2 separate regions of the Mus musculus genome follow, and region 2 is linked to region 1. A link is a contact called in public promoter capture Hi-C data. All regions are on one chromosome and are shown on one strand. The core of a region is the stretch at or near the end of the contact, and the rest is flanking DNA. Distances in the headings are between cores, read along the strand shown.

Region 1 (4,139 bases), core at 1,395-3,894:
GCTGCCAAGAAGGAGCGCATGCAATCTGATTCAGTGCTCTCTTCACATCAGTTTCCTGCCTCCCTCCCTCATCTGCGGACAGCATCCTATCTCATCAGGCTTCCCTGTGTGTCACAAAGTAGCAGCCACCAAGCAAATATATTCCTTGAATTAGCACACCTGGGTGGGCCATGTGCGCACCAAGGAAACAGGTGCTATAGGGAGCGCCAGGCCAGGCTTGTCTCTTAACTGTCTCGTTCTTCAGTGAGAGTGGGAAAGCTGTCCGGAGCTCCCGCGCAGGAGCCTGGGTACCCACGCAGCGAGTCAAGGGAGTTTTCGGAGCCAGAGAGAGAAAGATGTGAAGGCTGTGGAGTAAGGCTGAAACCAGCCTCCTGCCCTATAGTCCCACACTGCAGGGGGTGCGACTTTAAAACAGAACTTCAAGTTGTTAACACTCACAAGCATTGCATTACTGTGAAGGAAGTAGCCGCATCCATAACAGGATGTGATGGTCTACAGCTTTTCCTTTAAAAGCTGAAAAGGTACCATGTGTGCTCGCTAGGCATATAATCCAGATATGCTCCAGAGTTCTGAGATTCTTCCATGAAAGGTTAACTAGAAGCTAGAATATTTTTTTATATTTTTGTAACAATTGGCTTTTTTCATGGGGGGAGGGGAGTAGAGGGTTAGTATTTATAGTCCTAACAAGTCCAAAAATTTTTATAAGTGTCTTCAGATTATAAATAACCCTCCAAATTTTGCAATGTTTACATGTTTTTTTTTTAAGATGACAAATATGCTTGATTTGCTTTTTAAATAAAAGTTTAGCTGTTCTAAGAGATTAACTTCAAGTAGGATGGCTGGTTATGATAGTTTGGATTTTCTACAGGTTCTGTTGCCATGCCTTTTGGGTTTCAGCATCACTCGAGTCGCAGCATGTGGGTGGGGCTGTGGAAACCTGGCCAGGCTGGACCTGGTCAGCCACACCTCAGAGACATTGTTTCCATTTGGATGTGAGCAGGCGCAGGCCTGCATGCTCTTTCCTACTTAGCATCATCAGTTCTTCCGCCTCCTTAGCATGGTTCTTTGTAACAGCCATGCTGGGAAGCTCTGAACAATAAAATACTTCCAGAGTGGTGACTGAGCAGCTTGGTCAATAAAAACTAAAAGTTGCGTGGGGCTGAGTATGATGGCATACACTTTAATCCTAGGACTGGGGAGGCAGAGGCAGACTGGTGTCTGCGAGTTTGCGTCCTGTCTGATTTACCTAATAAGACCTAGTCACGCTGGGCAGTGGTGGCTCACGCCTTTAATCCTAGCACTTGGGAGGCAGAGGTAGGTGGATTTCTGAGTTCAAGGACAGTCTGGTCTACAGAGTGAGTTCCAGGACAGCCAGGGCTACACAGAGAAACCTTGTCTTGAAAAACAAAAACAAAAACAAAAAAGACCTAATCACAACAAAACTGAAAACAACAGAAGCAATAAATGGTTGGGTGGATGTCACTGTTGAGTGGATCTGTGTATATGTGCATATATTTTTAGTATCTTATATATTTTAAATATGCACAAGTATAAATATATGTGTTCCTGAACAGTACATTTACCTAAGTATCACAAACTTGGTTAACCAACAGCTTCTGCTTCTTTTTTTTTTTTTTTGGATATTTTCTTTATTTACATTTTAAATGTTATCCCCTTTCCCAGCCCGGAAACTCCCTATCCCCACTCTGCCTGCTTCTATGAGGGTGCTCCCCCACCCACCCACTCCCGCCTCCCTGAGCTAGCATTCCCCTACACTGGGGCATCAAGCTTTCACAGGACCAAGGGTCTTTCCTCCCATCGATGCCCAAAAAGGCCATCCTCTGCTACATATGTGGCTGGAGCCATGGGTCACTCCATCTGTCCTCTTTGGTTGGTGGTTTAGTCTCTAGGAGCTCTGGGGAGGGGGCGGGGATGTTGGTTGGTTGGTATTGTTGTTCTTCCTATGGGGTTGCAAACCCCTTCAGCTCCCCCAGTCCTTTAACTCCTCTACTGGGGTCCCAGCTTCTGCTTCTTAGGGTTTGACCCTAAAGACAGGGAGTTGCTTAGTTGGAGAAACTTTGGAGGTCTTTTGTTTCTGTTTTTGTTTTGAGAGCCTTGCTCTCTGGCTGCCTAGTATGCTAGTACATCTGTACCCCAGGCTGACTTTAAACTACTGTGTAGTCTAAGGCTGACCTTGAACTCCTGAGGCTCTTGCCTTTACAGTCTACACTGGGATTGTGCCACCATTCCTGGCTCTAACAAGTTGTTAAAACTAATGTGGACTTTTGCTTTCTGCTGGCAGTAAAGTAAGAAGAGATTAAGGCCGGAGAGGTGGGGACAGGAGCTGGAGAAGCGATGGGTTGGGTTGTGCTATACGACATTGTATTGATCTTACCCAGGTTTCCCAGTTCACATTTGTCTTGGAATATGGCTTTCAAATTTAAAATTGTTTTTAAAATATGCTTTCTATATCTTTATTAAAATTTAGAAAGTATGCAAAGAAAAATAACTAGGACTCTAACTAGGAATCATTAGGAACCCACTCAACACAGTTTAAGCAAAGAAACTGACTATCCTGTGTAAGCTGTAGGGAAACTGGCTCTGTTTCTAATGTTTACTCTGGCAGAGGTTGCCTTGCCCCATTGCACATAGAAAATCTCATGGTCCCACGTGTCCTTTCCTGAGTCAGATATTTTGGCTTGTGAGAAGAGGGTGCTTTGCACAGGAAGGGGAGCCGTGTACAGAGGAGGTGGGAATGGCTGTTAGGATCGCCAGCCTTGCTGAGTAACATTGAGTCAGAAGAAACAACCCATGAAAAAGGGATGGTGCTACACTAACAGAGGCCACTTTAGTGTGGGTGTGGAGGATGTGTGTTCAAGAAGTGTATGTGTAGCTGGGCATGGTGGCTCAGGCCTTTAATCCCAGTACTCGGGAGGCAGAGGCAGGTGGATTTCTGAGTTTGAGGCCAGCCTGGTTTACAGAGTGAGTTCCAAGACAGCCAGAGCTACACAGAGAAACCCTGTCTCGAAAAAACAAAAACAAACAAACAAAAACCAAAACAAACAAAAAGAAGTGTATGTGTGTGCACACGAGTACAGGAGCTCACAGAGGCCAGAGGCATTGCATCCCCTGGTGCTGGAGTTGTGTAGTGAGCTGCTTGTGGGAGTCACAGCTAGTTGGTAGCTAAGTGGACAGAGAAATGTTTTGTAGCTTCCCTCACAGGAGCCCACATAGGAACACACACCAACTCTCTAGGGAGTAAATTATATTTTATTGTACAGTTGAGTGTGTTAAATACAGATCAGAAACTACAGATATTATTCTAGATGGGAGGGGAGGGGGTAATGTTGAGATGGTCTCACTGTGTAGTCCTGGTTGGCTTTGAACTCCTGCCTGCTCGCCAGTCCTCCTCTCTTCAGTGACTTGTGCTCCCCACCATGGCATGCTTTGTCAGCAGAGGCCTGGAGTGAGACAACAAGCCTTTAAATTCAACCAGATTCAGGCTCTTATGACACAGGCGGACTATTTCCCAGAATATCCCATGAATGGTCCCACTGGCTCTTCACTGGGAACCTTGTGAACCAGGCCTCTGCTGTCCCCATTGCTCTCAGAATTATTCTCCAGGTTCCCACGGGCATGACCCACTAAACTATGCCTGTAGTACTCAAAGGCTTTTCTAGCCCAAAGTTTCAAAACTCTTCCATGTTCCTCCAACAAACCAGTTCCAAACAGGTAAGAACTATATGGTTGGGTTTATCATGGCAACAGCCCCACTTCATGACAGTCTTTTTTTTTTTTTTTTTTTTTAGTATTCTTTTTTCCTGTTTGCCATGATAAAACACCTTGAGAAAGGAAGAAAGAGTTTATTTGGGCTCACAGTTTGAGGGCACACAGTCCAAGGTAGCAGGGAGTCGTGGCAGCAAGGCCTTGAGGGAACTGTCCACCCTGATGAGTGCTTGTATTGAGCCCACTTTCTCCTTTTTATTCATTATGGGACCTCAGACCACAGAATGTTATGTCCCACATTAAGGGTGTGTCTTCCTCTCGCAAATAACCTAACAAAGATTAAACACGTATATGACCAAATACTTGCTGTCATGGTGCTTCTAAGTCCTACTAATTGTCGTTCAGGATTGACC
Region 2 (3,841 bases), core at 1,259-3,758, 1.1 Mb after region 1:
GAGAGAGGCAGGGAGGAAGGGAGGGAGGGAGGGAGGCAGGGAGGAAGGGAAACAGGGAGACAGGGAGACAGGGAGACAGGGAGACAGGGAGACAGGGAGGGAGGGAGGGAGGGAGGGAGGGAGGGAGGGAGGGAGGGAGGGAGGGAGGGAGGGAGGGAGGGAGGGAGGGAGGGAGGGTAGGAGACAGGAAGGCAGGAAGGCTGAGAGGCAGGAAGACATGGAGACAGGGAGGGAGGAAAGCAGGGAGGGAGGGAGGGAGGGAGGGAGGGAAAGAGGAAAGGAGGGAGGAAGGGAGGCAGGGAAAAAAGAAGAAAGCAAGAGTAGAAGGAAGGAAGGAAGGAAGGAAGGAAGGAAGGAAGGAAGGAAGGAAGGAAGGAAGGACGGAAGGAAACTTTGCTATATTTTCTCATTCTTTTAAAAATTCTAAATGTAGGGGCTAGTGAGATGGCTCAGCGGGTAAGAGCACTGACTGCTCTTCCTAAGGTCCTGAGTTCAAATCCCAGCAACCACATGGTGGCTCACAACCACCTGTAATGAGATCTGATGCCCTCTTCTGGTGTGTCTGAAGACAGCTACAGTGTACTTATGTATAGTAATAAATAAATCTAATAAATAAATAAATAAATAAATAAATAAATAAATAAATAAGGTACCATGTGCAAAACACACAGCATTTTTTTTTAAAAATTCTAAATGTATACTGCTAATCTAAAGATACTAAACCCAGGGCTGGTGAGATGGCTCAGCGGTTAAGAGCATCGACTGCTCTTGCTAAGGTCCTGAGTTCAAGTCCCAGCAACCACATGGTGGCTCACAACCATCTGTAATGAGATCTGACGCCCTCTTCTGGAGTGTCTGAAGACAGCTACAGTGTACTTACATATAATAAATAAATAAATAAATAAATAAATAAATATTAAAAAAATACTAAACCCAAAGATGGCTGAAGTAAAAGATTTGTCAACTGCTAGATACGCTATCCATAAAAAGGCCAGGTCCTGGACCAGTGTCTGCAAATTCCCAGTAGCAGGCTAAGCAGCCCCCTGGAAAATGTACTCCATGGAGCAGAGTTGGGGGCTGGCTTTATTTATTTATTTATTTATTTAGCCTTGGAGAAGGGAACCCTGACTGACACTCACCTCACCTCACCCAGCCCAACCCCCAGCTACAGACACAAGGGGTGGCTGACACAGAATAAGAAGCTTGGAGCAGGACATGGGTCCTTAGAGCTACATCCCCCATATTGGATGTTTGCCTGTCCCTCTGGTCCTTTCTTCTTCTGTCTTAGATCAAAGTGCAGACAAGTCTGTTCAAAGCCAGTGATGGGGTTCTGAGCCAGACACCCCTCCTGCCAGAGTGAGGATCCCTCTATCAGAATAAATGTTATTTATTTATATCAGATAAATGTTGTTATTAATCTGTTCCCATGCCGTGGGCCTCTTTGATTCTCCAGTGTATTTTCAAAACCTTTTTTTTAATGTCCAAGACACGATATGTAGAATTACAGATAACCAATTAAACTAAAAGAGTGCTATGTTAAAAACAAGGCAGGATATTATGAAACATAATCTACTGTGTTGACGCTCTAAGTAACATAATCTAGAAGGAGGTCTAATGACCACCAAGAGTCCAAAGCATCAATACACGTGAGGTTTGTGAAAACTGGGGCAACCAAATGAGATTTGAGAACGCCCATTGATGCCGCCATCCTCGTGAAGGTCGTGGATATGATGTATTTGATTACCTCCATTATGATAAAGGGAAAATGCTAAATTTCCATTAGTAAAAATAATGACATTTTTTTCTGTTCTAGCCCACAGGCACATGGACGACAGACAGGTCAGCTCTCAGACTGGTAATCTGTAAGGTTGCTTCTAACACAAATTATCTAGATGAGACAAGGGGATGTGTATAAAATGTGTTAGGACGTCAGTTTTGTTTTGTTTTGTTTTGTTTCTGGCAAGCCCCCGCTGACCTAGAACTCTGTAGACCAGGCTAGCCTCAAACTCAGAGATCTGCCTGCCTTTGCCTCCTAAGTGCTGTGAGTAAAGGCTCTTGCCACCAGCCCTATGTAAGAATTTGACAGTCTGAAGAGTTGGCACCAGAGTATCACATAGGTGGAAACTGCTTTTGTTCTGAGAACTGTCTGTTAGTCATAGTGGCCCATACATATACCCAGCCACATGAAAGGTTAGAACTGGAGCTACAAGTTCAAGGCCAGCTTGGACCACATAGTGAGTTTGAAACCAGCCACTGCAGAGTGGCTTTAATAAATTTGCTCTGAGTGATTTAGCTGCTGCTGACTTTGAAAATAATCCCAGAAATAGAGATTGATGGAAGAGATCGGGGCTGGGGAGGTAGGTGGAGTCCTGTGGATCGGTGGCAGTAGCCTCTTTCCCATCCTCTGACTCAGGGATCTGCGTTTTTCTGTCCGGATTCCGTGTAGATCACTGCAGTTTTGAGTCTACGGAGCCTTCCTGCATTACTAGGAAGAACCTGCCATCTGCTGGCCAGCTTGAGTAAAACATGAGGACCCTCCTGAAGGATGATGGCTGTTTGGGGAGGGCGTTCTGGTACAAAGGCCATTGCCACAAAATAGGTCTGGGAGGGACAGATATTTTCTATTAACAACTCTGGACTTGGAAGAAGCCGGATAGGATGGCACTTAGAAGGGCCCTTCGATTGCTCTTTGGGACTCCGAAAGTAACGAAAGGGGATAAAAGATTGAAGAAAAAAAAAAAAGTAACAGGGAAAATAGCTATTGAGAGAGAGAGAATGAGGATTTACAGTCAAAAAATACCCCACAAAAAGAAACAGGTGTCACTGGAGACGCCTCCGGGCGGAAGAAGATGAGAACATTTCCCCGCCTTCGGTGTAGACCGTGTTCTTCGGTTCTGAGATCGCATCGCCCTCAGGCAAAACTGTTCCTTCTGCACTGAACGTTCTTCCGACCCCATCCTTCTTATCTAAGTAAATGTTTGTTTGCTGCCGCTCTAGGGAATCTGCAGCAAGTCCGCTGGGCAAGCGAGCTCTATGGAAGCTCAGCTCAGCTCTTTGTCGACACCTCCTGGCACTGCTCTGGAACTGCCTGCTGACTTGTTTACTGCTTACTTCGTGTCTCCAGAGATCAAAACCCCCAGGCAGGGTATCATTTAAAGGCAGCTCTATCCTACTGTGAAAAACTATGCGAGACTATTAGCTTACTGGATTCATTTTTCTTGTGGAATTTTGAGGAACTTGGTGATCACAATTTGAAAACAAATAAAAATGCGTTGACACATTTTTTCCCCTAGAGATCTTCTGCCTAGAAGTTGAAAATCATTTCTTTTTCTATTTCAATATCTGCCAACACCCTTGAGGGGCCTGCCGGCATCCATAGCCTGCTCATAGCAAAAGCCTCGCGATTCTAGAGAGGGAACCCCTCCATTCAGTCCATGTGACTTGGAGCTGATCCTGTCCTCCCACACAGGAGTGACTGGGCCTGGCAAATCCAACTTCTAATAGCTTAACATGCTTGGTTCAGAGATGAGCATATGACTGAGCTAACCCAATGAGAAAATACCCTACTTTGAAACCTTGACTGAGAATTTCTGAACTTGGTAGGCCATGGTCCTGGAGCTTGTGGTCATTTGGTGCCGCCAGAAAGTGGAAAGTGGCCAGAAGTAAAGCCAGAGGTAAGACGGTGTCTACAAGATCAACATTCTTTCTGTACTGGCTCCAACCCAGAACTTTTACTGGACTTCCCCATTCCATTCCATGAGCCATAGCTACTGGGAAGACTTTTATAAAGAACATATTTTAGACAGTAGCTATCCCAGTGTCCAGTTAAATAGGAAGAATA

What was found. Promoter capture Hi-C pulls out the DNA fragments that hold promoters and counts their contacts.
Region 2: a contact with region 1 is called in a promoter capture Hi-C map of liver, with 5 times the contacts expected there. The contact joins two enhancer-like sites. A contact is called at or near these places in 8 of 39 promoter capture datasets (the 3T3-L1 cell line, the C10 cell line, embryonic stem cells and 4 more), 1 of 15 datasets of contacts at CTCF or cohesin (the NIH/3T3 cell line), 1 of 484 Hi-C or Micro-C datasets (cortical neurons) and 3 of 115 datasets of contacts at active chromatin or transcription factors (embryonic stem cells, large pre-B cells and stem cell-derived neural progenitor cells).

What each region holds. Positions count from the first base shown.
Region 1 is chr8:85,526,442-85,530,580 of GRCm38.p6, forward strand. It overlaps Gpt2 (glutamic pyruvate transaminase (alanine aminotransferase) 2), which reads left to right. Exons shown (of 12, transcript NM_173866.4): 12 at 1-2,461. Among named protein-coding and RNA genes, the nearest start is that of Dnaja2, 27 kb to the right of the region's middle. Within about 2 kb of position 2,645, at least 41 of the 459 cell types and tissues checked have an H3K27ac peak or open chromatin away from gene starts, as enhancers often do.
Region 2 is chr8:86,582,788-86,586,628 of GRCm38.p6, forward strand. No RefSeq gene overlaps it. Among named protein-coding and RNA genes, the nearest start is that of Abcc12, 18 kb to the left of the region's middle. Within about 2 kb of position 2,509, at least 93 of the 459 cell types and tissues checked have an H3K27ac peak or open chromatin away from gene starts, as enhancers often do.